2 separate regions of the Mus musculus genome follow, and region 1 is linked to region 2. The links are chromatin contacts, called in public Hi-C maps. All regions are on one chromosome and are shown on one strand. Each heading gives the region's core, a stretch centred on a gene start, on an enhancer-like site or on the middle of the called end of the contact. The rest is flanking DNA. Distances are from core to core; before and after follow the strand shown. Region 1 overlaps Rbms3 (RNA binding motif, single stranded interacting protein). Region 2 has its middle 36 kb from the start of Gm39449.

Evidence for each region. Hi-C and Micro-C count contacts between places; a contact is called where the count stands out from the background.
Region 1: a contact with region 2 is called in a Hi-C map of the N1E-115 cell line, with 6 times the contacts expected there. The contact joins two enhancer-like sites. A contact is called at or near these places in 2 of 484 Hi-C or Micro-C datasets (the N1E-115 cell line and uterus).

The regions. Positions count from the first base shown.
Region 1 is chr9:117,038,321-117,045,186 of GRCm38.p6, forward strand. All of the region lies in intron 3 of Rbms3 (RNA binding motif, single stranded interacting protein), which reads right to left. Among named protein-coding and RNA genes, the nearest start is that of Gm39452, 150 kb to the right of the region's middle. Within about 2 kb of position 3,416, at least 41 of the 459 cell types and tissues checked have an H3K27ac peak or open chromatin away from gene starts, as enhancers often do. A contact at or near this core is called in the N1E-115 cell line, where this site is marked.
Region 2 is chr9:116,485,610-116,492,779 of GRCm38.p6, forward strand. No RefSeq gene overlaps it. Among named protein-coding and RNA genes, the nearest start is that of Gm39449, 36 kb to the right of the region's middle. Within about 2 kb of position 3,887, at least 20 of the 459 cell types and tissues checked have an H3K27ac peak or open chromatin away from gene starts, as enhancers often do. A contact at or near this core is called in the N1E-115 cell line, where this site is marked.

The sequences.
Region 1 (6,866 bases), core at 2,166-4,665, 550 kb after region 2:
GAATAAATATGTTCTCTAAAATTTCCCAGAAAGAAAAAACTGTTTTTCAGAAAAAAATCAATTTTTAATATACTAACAGTGAGCTATCTACAAGACAAATCAAGAAAATAATCTCATTTACAACAGCAATAAACACATAGAATAAACATTGATGAAAGAGATAAAGGCACAAAGAACATTCCGAATCCATTGACTACAAACTTCATATTTAAAAATGCCCAAGCTACTCCGGTCTACAGATTAAACACAATGCCTATCACAATTCCAGTTATGTTTTTCAGAGAAATAAAAACAAATTTTAACATTAGAAGATATTCCTAACATCTTGGGAAGCAAATATAAGCTTTTCGGAAAAGGACGAAGCAGAAGACATCAGAGCACGGACCACAAAGCTATACAAAGCTATCATGACACTGACACCATGGTGGTGACACAAATATTCAATAGGGGTTGGAGAGGTGACTCAGCCATTAAGAGCACGTGCTACTCTTGCAGAGGACCTGAGTTTGGGTCTTAGCACCGTGTCAGATGGCTAACAACCAGCTGGCAATTCCAGCCCCAGGAGATTTGATGCTCTCTCCCAGTCTGCAGAAGCACCCGCACTCATGTGCACATATCGTCGTCATATTTAATTACACACGTAATTAAAAATAAATCTTAAAAATTAAAAAGAGTGGTGGCTACCACAGGCTGGGTGTGGATAAGGTGGTCATGGAGATACTGGACAAGTGTTAGCAACTTAAGTCAGGAAGAAAGACTTGTGGAGAGGGCTTGCACAACATCAGACCTCACCTGGTAACAACATCCATCCATCCATGCCCTTAGAGTTTGCATTTCCCTGATGGGCAAGGATGCTGAACGTGTTCTCTCATCCTTATTAGGCATTTGCTGTTAAACTTCTGAGAACCTATTTATCAACCTATTTATTTCCTGGATCATTTGGTTGTTGGGACATTGTGTTTGAGGGGTTGTATATTAATTCTCTGTCAGACCTGGAATGGTCAAAGATTTTTCTCCCACTGTGTAGCTGTAGCTTCACAAGATATTTCACTTTTCTGTGCAGAAGTCTTTATTTCTTACAGCTCCACATGTCAATTCTTGATTACTCTTGAAAATTGCTGGATTTAACTATCTCATTACTAAACATATTAGTATCTGAGTGTTTTCATATGTTAATCAGCTTGACTTGGCAGCCAATAAAGTATATATCACATATATATCATAAATATCATAATATATGATATATTATAATATATTATATATATATAAATGTATTGTGTGCATGTGTGTGTGTGTGTATGTATGTATATTCCAAAAATTGTGTGTGGGGTGAAGATGTAGCTGAGCTTAGAACTCTAGCCTGATATGAATGATGATCTTGGATTCAGGCCACAGCAACACATACAAATGATGTTAATCTATAAGTGTGTGTGTGTGTGTGTGTGTGTGTGTGTGTGTGTGTATACACACACACACACACACACACACACACACACACACACATATACATCTGGATGCATGTGGAGGCCAGAGGTCAATCTCCTATCTCATCCCTTAGGTACCATCCACCTAGAGGTTTTGCTATTGTTGTTGTTGTTAAACTGCTTCCCTTACTGGCCTTGAGCTTGCTTATCTGGCTGGACTGGCTAGCAGCCAGCCTCAGAAATCTGCCTGCCTGCCCCCCCCCCCTTCTCTAGCACTGGGATTTCGAAGCATGTGTCACTGTGCCCGGCTCTCTGGCATGGCTTCTGGGGACAAAGCCTTCACACTTGCACAGCAAGCACTTTACCAACTTAGACAGCTCTCTGGGCCGAATTTATACTGTTTCTGTGTGTCAGCTTACCAAGTAATGCATAAAACCATGACAGAGGAAACATGTTCCAAGCCTCTTGTTAACTTCCCTTTCTTAATTAGCTTCTACAAGACCTATTAACTTATCCCAGTTTCCAGCAGATTACACCACACTTCAGTTCACACTTCATGGTTCCCAGTCACAAACAGGGACTCGCAGTGACCTGGCCCAAGGACAGCACCCAGCCTTGATGACGCACACATTACCAGGAGGTCAGTTTTTCCACTACTGACTGGAACAGCTCAGAAATACTTGAGACGTGGGCACAACATCAGTCCAGTTCCTGGCTAGCGAGGGTAGCATCCCCTCTCTAAACTCAGAGGTGGAGTTCGTTTTCCTGGGATGGATCAGAAGGTCACAGGCTCTGTGTCCCATGTGTGTGCTGTGAGCTCATAGGAGCTGGAGATTCTGAACACAAAGGACAAAACGCTCTTCAGAGTACAAAGTCTGCGTGCAACCACTTGCATCTCAGAGCTCCGAGGAAGCCTTTAACTTCCTGGGGAGATCCAGCTAAGGATGTCTTCCCATTTTCTTCAGTGTCTAAGAAAACCTCTGGACACACTGAAGCTCATGGTTGTCATGGAAGAAGAGGGAAGCTGAGCCACGTTGCATGAGATCATTTCCACTGTGAAAGTTCTTCAGACTTATTGTTGAAAACAGCCTCTATAGCTGAGGAGTGAGCACCAGTCCTCCATGTGCAAGCAAGAGGACCTGAGTTCAAATCCCTTCGACATGTATAAAAGCTTGATACGGCTACATAAACATGTAGTAGGGCAGAGACAGGTAGATCTCAGAAGCTCACTGGCCCAGCAGTCTAGTCAAAAGAGCAAGCTTTAGGTTCAGTGAGAGACTTCTGCTTCCAAAACCAAGGTGGGGTGTTACTGAGGAAAATATCTGTAGTCCTGCCCCAGCGGGTGCATGTATGCAGCACACACACACACACACACACACACACACACACACACACACATACACACACACACGTCTTCAGATGAAGAAAACAAAGGATAAAACACATCCTGCCAGGTCATGTGACAGAACTCAGCTCTCCTCACAAAGAAGAAATTGCTGCCTTGCTGATCTGCAAAGGCCCACCAGCAAAATTAGACTCTGTGCAGGTGGTGGTCTTGGGGAAAGGAAGTAACCTTCTGCAGTCTCCCTGCCAGGATCTAGTTACCAGAGCAGGGTTAGAATCAGAACAGGGTTAGGGTTAGAGTTAGGCTTAGGGTTAGGCTTAGGGTTAGGCTTAGGGCTAGGGCTAGGGCCAGGGCCAGGGCTAGGGCTAGGGCTAGGGTTAGGCTTAGGGCTAGGGCTAGGGCTAGGGTTAGGGCCAGGGCCAGGGCCAGGGCCAGAGCCAGGGCTAGGGTTAGGGCTAGGGCTAGGGTTAGGGTTAGGGTTAGGGCCCCAAGTTATTACCAACCTGGGGGGGGGGTGGAGAAAAGGGAATATGGTAAAATCTAAATGTTGTAAGAATTCAGACTCAAATGTAGGCAGTGTTCTAGAAGGAGACAAAGAGGTAATCATGGGCTCAAGAGACAGGAATAGTGTGTGGAGTTCTCTGTGTAGCTGCTGTGGTTGAGAGGAGCCAGGAGGCAGCTTTCAGCTTTCAGAAAGTAGAGTGCATCTGCAGACAGTAGGGAACTGTGTGATGGGGGGAAGATGTTTGAGAAAAACCAGATCACAGAAGCAAAACAGACATTAGCAGACACTTGGCTATCTTGCTGCAAGAACTAGATTCTGGACTGGGAAGCATCCTACCTTCAAAATCCAAATAGAAAGCCTGTCCAGCCTATCTGTGGATTGGATTCCTGGGTTCATCCATCAAGTAGATACTACTCCCCCCAAACACTCTGAACAATAAGTGGAAGACGTGTAAAAGGAAGAAGGGACCCTGGGAAAACAATTGGGAAAGAAGAACCATCTTTGAAGGCCTTACCCTTTCCCACACTGAGCAAGCCCAGGAGGTGATCCAGCAAGGATGGAGGGAGACTGAAAAGCAAGCTTGCCTGGGGAATCAGACACTGGGGGAGGAGTCTGTTTCCTTCTTGGCCTCAAACCAAGACAGCATCAGACACCGTTGGGTTCACTCCACCTACCATTTCATGGCTATTTTCCCCCACTTACAAAGTATGAAACTACTGCTTACATTAAAATTATCACCAGTGCAAACCTGGGCATGTGTTTATAATAGCAGAGGCCCAGAATGCTTCAAGGGTGAAATGTGACTGAACTGTTTCCCAAAGAGGCATCATTGTCATGCGTTTAACATCTGCACTGAGTGACAAGCAGGACCAGGGAGGCCAACCAGCCCTGTTTATGTTACCACGGACGTAGTGGGTTAGAACTACTCTGTGTTGCTTTCAAACTGCCTTTATAGGGACTCATAACGCTATGCTCAGGTCGGTCTGTCATTGACAACATGAGCAGGATCCCTGCTGTTGATCTTACCTATGAGGATTATGTGGGGACCAAAGGAGAGAGTTGATCAATAGATCAACTATGTTTGTGAGCTGGGCGGACATATGCTTGCAATGCTACCATATGAAGTTTGGCACACAGCTCAGCATCTCTGCCTTTGCTTCCTGCCACAGAAAAGGGGATGAGAGGCATCCTCTAGTTATTTGATGCCAATGACATGTTTCAGGTGCACAGGTGATATGTAGCTTTCTCCTTCCAACTGGAGGATCCCTTCCTGAGTGAGGGCTACTGGGAGTTGTGGAAACCAATGATCCTTACAAAGCATGGAAGGTTCCTTTTCCTGGGCAAAGACCAGCTTCAGGCTTGTATATGCTGTGAACAGTTATGGGGCAAAGGAGACTCGTGGAACTGCCTACACGTGGTGCAGGGAACAGTGTGAAATGCGGCTTTAGTGAGTGGTCACCCATGCTGCGCCAGGCGTTGGATGATACAGCTGCCCGTCAATCACACATGCTCCTGTAAGTTAACATCAGTCAATGCATTGGCTCTCCGAGCTGGATGTGGATCGACTTGTTCTCATCTCTGCCCTAGGTAGGGCGAACAGGTGTTTGTTCAGAACTCAACAGGAAATTACATACACCCAGCCTTCCATGGTATTCTAGTGAGCTGAGTGAACTGGTTTTAAAGAAACGTTGGTGGTATAGCTTCAGCCAAGAGACAGCCCTGCTTAAATGCTTTTTTTTCATTTTTTATTAGATACTTTCTTCATTTACATTTCAAATGCTATCCCAAAAGTCCCCTATACCCTCCCCCCACCCTGCTGCCCTACCCACCCACTCCCACTTCTTGGCCCTAAGACCAAGGGGCCTCTCTTCCCAATGATGGCCGACTAGACCATCTTCTGCTAGATATGCAGCTAGAGACATGAGCTCTGTCCTGAGTGAGGCAACCCAACCACAAAAGAACTCACTGGATATGCACTCACTGATAAGTGGATATTAGCCCAGAAACTTAGAATACCCAAGATCCAAATTGCAAAACACAAGAAAATCAAGAAGAAGGAAGACCAATGCATGGGATACTTCATTCCTCTTTAGAATAGGAACAAAATACCCATGGAAGGAGTTACAGAGACAAAGTTTGGAGCTGAGTCAAAAAGATGGACCATCCAGAGACTGCCCCACCAGGGGATCTATCCCATAATCAGCCAACAAACACAGACACTATTACATATGCCAGCAAGATTTTGCTGAAAGGACCCTGATATAGCTGTCTCTTGTGAGGCTATGCCAGTGCCTTGCAAATACAGAAGTGGATGCTCACAGTCATCTGCTGGATGGAACACAGGGCCCACAATGGAGGAGCTAGAGAAAGTACCCAAGGAGCTGAAGGGGTCTGCAACCTTATAGGCGGAACAACAATATGAACTAACCAGTACCCCCCAGAGCTTAAATGTTTTTAAATAATGGTGGAGCCAAATGATAGTCCTCTGCCACACATGCATTTGCTCTCTGATGCATTATGAGAGTGTTATAAATGAAGACCTTGGTGCGGACTCAGTTATACAGCATATTTATAATAATACACCGTCTACCAGCAGAACCAATGTTTTTCACATCTGTGAGATGACACGTAGCATCATAGTTCATGTTGAGTTCACAAGAGGAAGCATGGCTTCTCGCCTGAGAAAGCAAATGAGGACACCATTCCTGACCCAGGCCCTTGAGAACTGCACCCTCTTCCTCCTCAGTTCTCCTTCTCTTCATCTTCTGGTTCCTCTTTGTTCTCTTTCTTTCTCTCCATCTTTCTTTCTTTCTTTCTCTCGCTTTCTCTCTTTCATTCTTTCTCTCTTTTTTCTTTCTTTCTTCTTGTTTTCCTCCTCCTCTTCATTCCTTTTCTTCTTCCTCTCCTACTTAACCCTCTTCCTCCCCTTCTCCCTCATCCTCTTTTTCCTCACCCTCCTCCTTATCTTCTTCTTCCATCTTTCCTCCTTCCTCCTGATTGGGCAGCAAGCCTCCTCCTCCTCTTGGTCCCCTCTATCCTCCCAACGTTGTTTCTAGCTCTTTATTTCAATCTGGAATCCTCAGTCTTGTCTCTCTCACATTTCACTGCTGGACTGGTTGGCTGGTCCCACTGATGGAAGGGAGTATGAAATATCTCTCTCTCTTTCTCTCTCTCTCTCTCTCTCTCTCTCTCTCTCTCTCTCTCGCTTTAACGAATAGAGGGACAAATTCAGCTGCACCTGTATACAGTTACATTGTTGGAGCTGGTTTCAGAAAGCCATGGGTCTGTGGAGGTACCACAATTCCTGCCCCTGGCTTCCCATGCATCTCATGTCCTCACCAGTTCACCCAGAATATTTGCTTCTCCTTGTCTTCAGAAGGTCACTTAAATCTGGACAGATACACTCTATATGGAATTTGGAATTTTTCCCTAAAAGAAAATAGAGCCAAAGCCTAGGCTTTAAACAGAAACTTTTAAAGGTCACATGGATAGGAAGGAGAATAAGGATTGGATACACCATAAGGGTGCATCTATGTGACATTAGCCATTATTTAATGACAGGAATAATATTGGCAAGTGAAGCTGATGCAGG
Region 2 (7,170 bases), core at 2,637-5,136:
GGATATAGCTTGTTTCTACATCTTAACACTGGGACTAGGAATTGAACTCAGCTCCTCAACAAACACTTTACCAACTGAGCTATCTTTCCCAACCTCCTCATTTTGTAATTTGTATATGTACAGGAGAGCCATGCAAGGCAAATGAAGGCCCAAAGAAGCGGTTGGGGCTAAGAGCTTTTGTGCTAGTTTGGAGAAAGCACTTTGTATTGTGATGCTCTGACAAGATAAAGTGAGGTGGGATGGAGTAATTGATTACAGAAAGGCCTTAGGTAGATAAAGGTTAGTTGGACAAGATTTGTTGTTTCAGATTCCTCCAGGGTTTGGCTCATCTGTGGTGAGATAAGAAACTCAGTCCTGCCATTCTTCCTAGTACAGGGAAGGACTTTATACATGGGGATTTTGTTATGGTCAGGGGCCAAGTATCCCTTTCATGACTGCTGTTCTTCAAGTGCTATAATTCAGAATCAACAATCACATATTTGTGAGTGACTGACTGATCCACTCCAGTGTGGAGTGTTAGCTGCTTGTGGCACAGCTGTGACAAAATGTGTGAAAGCTGTAGGAAAGGTTGGTCTGGGCTTACAGTTCAAGGGGCAGAATGAATCCATCACAGTGGAGAAGGTCTGGTGGCTGATGTAGCTCACAACTGCAGCTGGGGAATTGCCTGCTCAAATCCAAGCAGAGCAGGAAGCAGAAAAGAGGGGCCCTGGCTTCTCAGGGTTCTGGTGGCATGGTTTACACCTCTAAAGTCAGCACTAGGGTGCCTCAGGCAGGACGATCTGGAGTTCCAGAGCAGCTTAAGCTACAAATTGAGTCCCTGCCTCAAAGGAAAAATAAACAAGTTTGTGACTATATCTACAACAGTGATAATAATGTAATACTAAAGCAACCTAAATATTAAACTATAGCAACAATATCTGTCTTGTTTATATTGGTTCTTTTGACTTCCTCAGAGAAGATATGTTGATACAGTGCACCACCCCAGCACCACCTGGTTGAGTTTTATTTGTGTCTTTTGTAGGATTATTTCTTTGATTTGGGAGACAGAGGCTCTATTCTTCAAAACCAAGCCATACTCCGCAACACTATCAGAGGATCTTTATAAAACACAGGCCTCCTTGTTTTATACTGTGCTTTACAATGCTTTAACGCTTATCATCATGGGCCAAATGCATACTAGTCTGGCTCTAATCAGGAAGACACTCACCTGTTTTCTTCATATGCACTCAGGCATGCCACTCCAAGTTAGCAGAAATCACTGAGAAATAGCCTCATGTTATGGGATATCCCAGGTCTCAAGGAAGCATGTGACTATTTCCACTTAGCTTAGAAGGAAATCGAAGGTAGGCGAATGTGTGTGTGTGTGTGTGTGTGTGTGTGTGTATGTGTGTGGGTGTGTAGGTGTGTAGGTGTGTGTGTGTGTGTGTGTGTGTGTGTGTGTGTGTGTGTTATGTGCGTGTGCATGCATGTGTAAGCCAGAGGAAGGCCTCAGTTATAAGATACCTGACATAGGTACTAAGGACCAAACCCAGATCCTCCAGTGAGCCACTGAGCCATCTCTTAGTCTTCAGAGTAAAATCAACAAGATAGGATTAGAACCACGGTACAAACTAATCAAGGTAGAAGGAGTTAGAAGAGGGGGAGACAGAAGAGAGAACAACAGGGCAGGCATGGACACAGCTGTGTCTGAGGTAGTCCTCTGCCAGGTATGTCTAGGTCATCCTAGGACACAGATATGGCTGTCCTTTTTACATCTTTATGTGAGTTTGCTTTTCATAATGGATTCCTTGCTTTTCGCATACTCCTCTGAGCTCTTGAGGTTTATATCAGAAAGATCCCTAGCTAGTGAAATAAGGACAATAAAGACAGAATGCCTATTGCCATTATATACTTGGTCTGCATGGCTCTCATCAAATCAGACAACAAATATTCCTGGAGGCAGGAGATTAACAGAAGACAATAAGGCAGGCAAACAGTTTTCATTTGTATGAAAAATTACTCATTTTCTGATTGACCCACATTTTAGAACTTTTTCCAAAACTAACTAGGTCTCTAGATTTATAAATACAATATAGGTCAATACACATATTATGTATACTCAATATAAATAATAAAATGAAAGAATACATTTTTTAAATGTCTTCTATATGTGCTACAGTTCCTGATGCTATTCAGAGGAAAACAAGAACTTCTCTCTTCTCCTCTTCTCCGTTGTTTTGTGCTCACATCCTCACAGATGGGCAGTGACCTTCTCACTGCAGATGCTCCAGAGCCACCAGCTTCCTAACATCTGGCACTGTTGCTACTTGGAAAATTCAGAAACTCAGCCTACAGCTGCATTTCACATTTACAGGGGTCTCCATGGAAATCTCCAGTCATTAAGGCCAAGTGTCTCAAATGGTTTGGCCCAAATCTGTGCTTCCTGGTGGTGAGAGTCTGAGATGACCGTGGACTTTTAGAAGCCCTTCATCTGTCCAGCCACGGCAGAAGCACTTGGAACAACCAACAGGAACAAACCTTGCATTGCATTTGTCTTGGTCTATTCTATTTCTGCCTCTCTCTCTCTCTCTCTCTCTCTCTCTCTCTCTCTCTCTCTCTCTCTCTTTCAAATTTTAAAGTTAGTGTACAAAGTGATGGTTTTCATTGTGGAGTTTGCATACATGAGTCATTAGACTTTGTTCTTATTCATCTTCCTTTTCCATTGCCTCCCCCTCGCCCAGTCCCTTCTGCTTCTCTCTTCCTGGTATCCTTCCTCGCCCCAAATAGTCCCTCCCCTGCCTACAAGACACATGGATTCCATCACCGAACTCTTCCTTGTCTCATGTGGTCCCTCTCCTCCCACCCCCAACACATGTAAATCTAGATTCCCCATAGGAGAGTAAACGCTGTGCTTAGCTTTCCGAGTCTTATTTCTCTTGACATAATGATCTCTCTTTCCAGCTGTTTTCCTGCAAATACCACGACTTAATTTTCTTGAGGTTTGAAAAAGTCCCATTGTGAATATATAGCATATTTTCTTTATCATTTATCTTCTGATGGACATCTAAGCTGCTACTGCATCTCTTAGCTATTGTGAACAGTGTGAATCCACAAGAAACTCGCATGTGTACATTAACCCAGAGTCCTTCAGACATATTTGCATGAGTGGTCATCGTTTTTATTTAGAAGGGTGGTGGGTAGCCAAGGATAACCTTGAACTTCGGATCCTTCGACCTCCACGTCCTGGGTTCTGGGCTTATAGCCTCCACCACCGTAATGAAGCACTAGGTATGGACCTTTAAGCATATTCAGCATACATGCTATGAACTGAGCTCCATCTCTGCCCACTCTAATGTGGACTGTCTTAATGATTCTGTTGCTTCTTGCATCAGGAACTGATTTAGAACCACACCTTATTGCCTTACAAAGGAGACTCTTCTCAGAAATACACTACTCCTCACTCATTTCCACCCACTTAACCAACAGACTATGCAACACTCTCTTCCAAAAGTGAGCTGACAGGGGACATTTTGCCTTATACTACTATATATGTCTTTCCCTTCTTTGTGATTTCCCATAGCGGATAATTTATCATAAAATGGGAATGTTTACTTTTGGATATGCACCGTCTCTATAATGCAACCTATGGATCTATTTCTAAGGAGATCGCCTCTCCTCATCACACATGGGCAATGCAGGTACATGGCAGTGGCCCTGGCATTCCCGGGCATGGGCTTGGGCACGTTGCCAGCTGCGAGCCTGTGCACACGCTGAGGGTCACCCACTCTGCACCATCCACATTTCATTCCACCCCCTTGTCTCCCATTGAGATGAATCATCTCCTTTATCCTGTGTGTGGCTGTGAAGCAGCCTGCTGGCCTGTTTGCTAGTTAGGTTGATTATGATTTAATTTTATGGATGATGTCACACAATTATCTCCAGATGGAATAATCAGGGTACAGATCTGCCAAGCAGAGTTGGGAGGGAAGTGGGTTCACCCAGCAAACAGCCATTTCTGCACTGGGATTCCTTTTGTTTTGGCTTTATAAATTTGCCAGCACTGGGTGTGCCTTGCAGGGCCTCGGCTGTCTAATTCAAACCAGAAGACTTTCTCTTTCTCTGAATTTTCTTGTCTTTCTATTATCACATAGTATGCAAAAGGAAGACTCATAAATTAGTTTGTGGAGTTAAAGACTTGCGTTTTCAGCTGTGTGGACTCGTGTGTGTATGTGTGCCTGTGTACATGAACATGTGAAGGCAGGAGGTTGATGTCAGAAATAGCCCTCTAATGTTCTTTCACTTTATTTGACTCAGTCAAATCCAGAATTTAAAGAACTGGCTATAAATCTTGCTCTGGGGTGCCCATATGTGTGCAGTACCCATGGAGGCCAGAAGAGGGCATTGGATCTCCTGGAACTAGAATTACAGGCAGTTGTGAGCTATTGGACGAGGGTTCTGGTCCTTTGCAAGATCAGCAAGTTCTGTTAACCATTAAGCCATCTCTCCAGCCCCTCTTTTTGCATTTTAAATCCATGCATTCACACTACGATTCTCTCTAAGCATTGTTTTAATTGCCTTTCATATGTGTTGGAATGCTGCCTTTCAATTTTACTCAAAAGTATTTCCTGTCTCCCTTGTGAATTTTTCCTTCAATCCTTTACCAATTTAGGAATATTAATTTTCACATGATGAAAAAAATTAAATGTTGATTCTAGGATTTGTTTCCAATTTTCTCCATCAATGAGTGAAATTAGAATTCAATAGCTTATATGGTTTGGAACATTTCTAAATTACTGATTCATTTTTATAGGGTTTAACATATGTCCTTTTATGATCTAACATTTGGTCTATACAGAAGAATAATTTTTTATATTTATATTCATTTTAACTTATATATTTAAATCTAAGATATGTCTGTTTTATATAAATATGTGTGTGTGTGTGTGTGTGTGTGTGTGTATACTGTAGAGTTGATAATATTTTATTTTGTACATTTTTCTGGTACCAATCTGTGCTTGTGGATTGGAATGTTGAATATATTTACATTAATGTCCATATTAATATTTATGCCTGGCACTTATTTTCTATTTAGTCTCCAATTTGTTATAATTATTATTTTGTTTTACTAGCTATTCATTTTTGTCTTCTCATCACTTAAATGGATGTTTCCTCCTGTACCATTTTAATTTCATTTCCTTCTATTAATTCTCTTTCACTAATTAGCTTTTATTAGCTTTGTGCTACTTTACTCATAATTGCCTTGAAGATTATAATGGATACCTCACAAAAATTTCATTCAGGGGATGGAGAAATGGCTCTGGGCTTAAGAACATGTACTGTTCTACTAGAGGACCAGAGTTTAGTTTCCAGAACCCATGCTGGGCAGCTCACAAATGTCTGTGTGTGGATGGTTTTATGTTAACTTGACACAGCTAGAATTATTTGAGCAGGGAGAATCACAAGTAAGAAAATGCCTTTATAAGACTGGCCTACCTATAGGCAAGTGTGTGAGGTATTGTCTTAGTTAATTGTCAATGTGAGGGAGCCAATCCCACAGGAGTGGCCTGTTGGGCCTCTTGCTATAAGAAAGAACAAGTCAGAGGGAGGAATGCAGAAAGCAACACTCCTCCATGGTTATGCTTTGGTTCCTGACTCCATATTCCTACCCCAGTTCCTGCCCTGACTTCCTTGGAAAATGAACTACGGCTCTAAGATGAAATAAACCCTTTCCTCCCCAAGTTGCTTTTGGTCATGGTATTTTGCATAGCAGTAGAAACCCTAGTTAAAACAGATTATAGCTCTAACTTCCAACACCCTCTTCTAGCCACTGGGAGGCACCATGCTCACATGCCCAGACTCAAAAACACAGACACTGAGTTTCTGAGTGTCTCCAAACACCACCACATGTCATGAAAGAGAAGCAGGAGCCAGATATTATCTGTATCCAAGAACCAGTTGTTGACATCAGAGAGACTTCGCTATTATTAGTTTAAAATTAGTTCTTTCTATTTCCTTCTGTTAGTTGCTTAGGGCTTCCATGACAGAATACCATAGAGTATATGGATTAAACTGTGGAATTCTATTTTCTCAATATTTGTGAGGTTGAAAGTCTAAGTTGAGACACTGTGTACTTTGGATTCCTCTGAGGTTTTTCTTCTTGGCTGGTAGATGATCTCTGCTGCAGACCAAATGTCTGTGTTTTTACAAAATCCATAGGTTGAAGGCTAGGTCCTCACTGTGATCCTCAGAGGTGGGGCTAAGTGATCTGATGGAGGGACCTCTGGGGAAAGTGTTCTCTAATTGTCCAAGGTGTCTGGCACCAGACAGGTCCAGAGATATGACCTTCAAATGGTGATTAGGTCATAAGGGTAGGGTTCTCCTGAGTACATTAGTTATTGCACACCTTGAGGACATGATATTGACAACATCTCTCCTTTCAATGGTCTAGGGACCCAATGAGAAGATGAACATCTGCAAACCGGAATAAAGGCCTCCCTAGATCCCAAGTTTCCCCATTGCCTTAATCCCATCCCCTAGATCCCTGTTGTTTACCCTACCCCCATCCCCTACAGTTCTGTTAGCACATCCTGAATTGGTCCAGCTTTCACAATACATCATCAGGTGGCCTTTCTTCTTCCCAATCTATTTACAAGAATGCCAGGCAGAGTGGATTGGGGAATCTATCTACCTGAAGCCTTCATTTTAATTAATTACCTCTTTGAAACCTTATCTCCATTGACAGGCACCAGGAGGTGAAAGCTTCCATGGTGAATTTCAGAGGCCACAAGTGTCAAGTATCCATGGTCCTTTCCTGCACTGGAAAATGAAGCATGCAGGGCATGTTGGTGGCCACAGAGGTAACTTGAGGGAACTCATACTATAGCCTTTTCTCCTCTACACATTTCTCCCAGCTTTGTCCTAAACACGTGGCAGAGCTAAGAAATGATCTGGTGTCTCTTCCCACTTTAATAGTACACCAGACTTTTCAAGATGCTGTGGCAGAACTAAGAGAACCCAATTGTCCACAGATATCCACTTAGGCTAACCCCCTCAACATTACCTTTCCTTTGTAGTTCAAATCGGTCTGCATTGATATTTGTAGTTCATGAAGGCTGTCAATAAAAAGAGTAGGATACTGGCTTTGGTTATGATGGTCTTCTAAACTCCATTTTTTACACTTTGTTTGTTTTT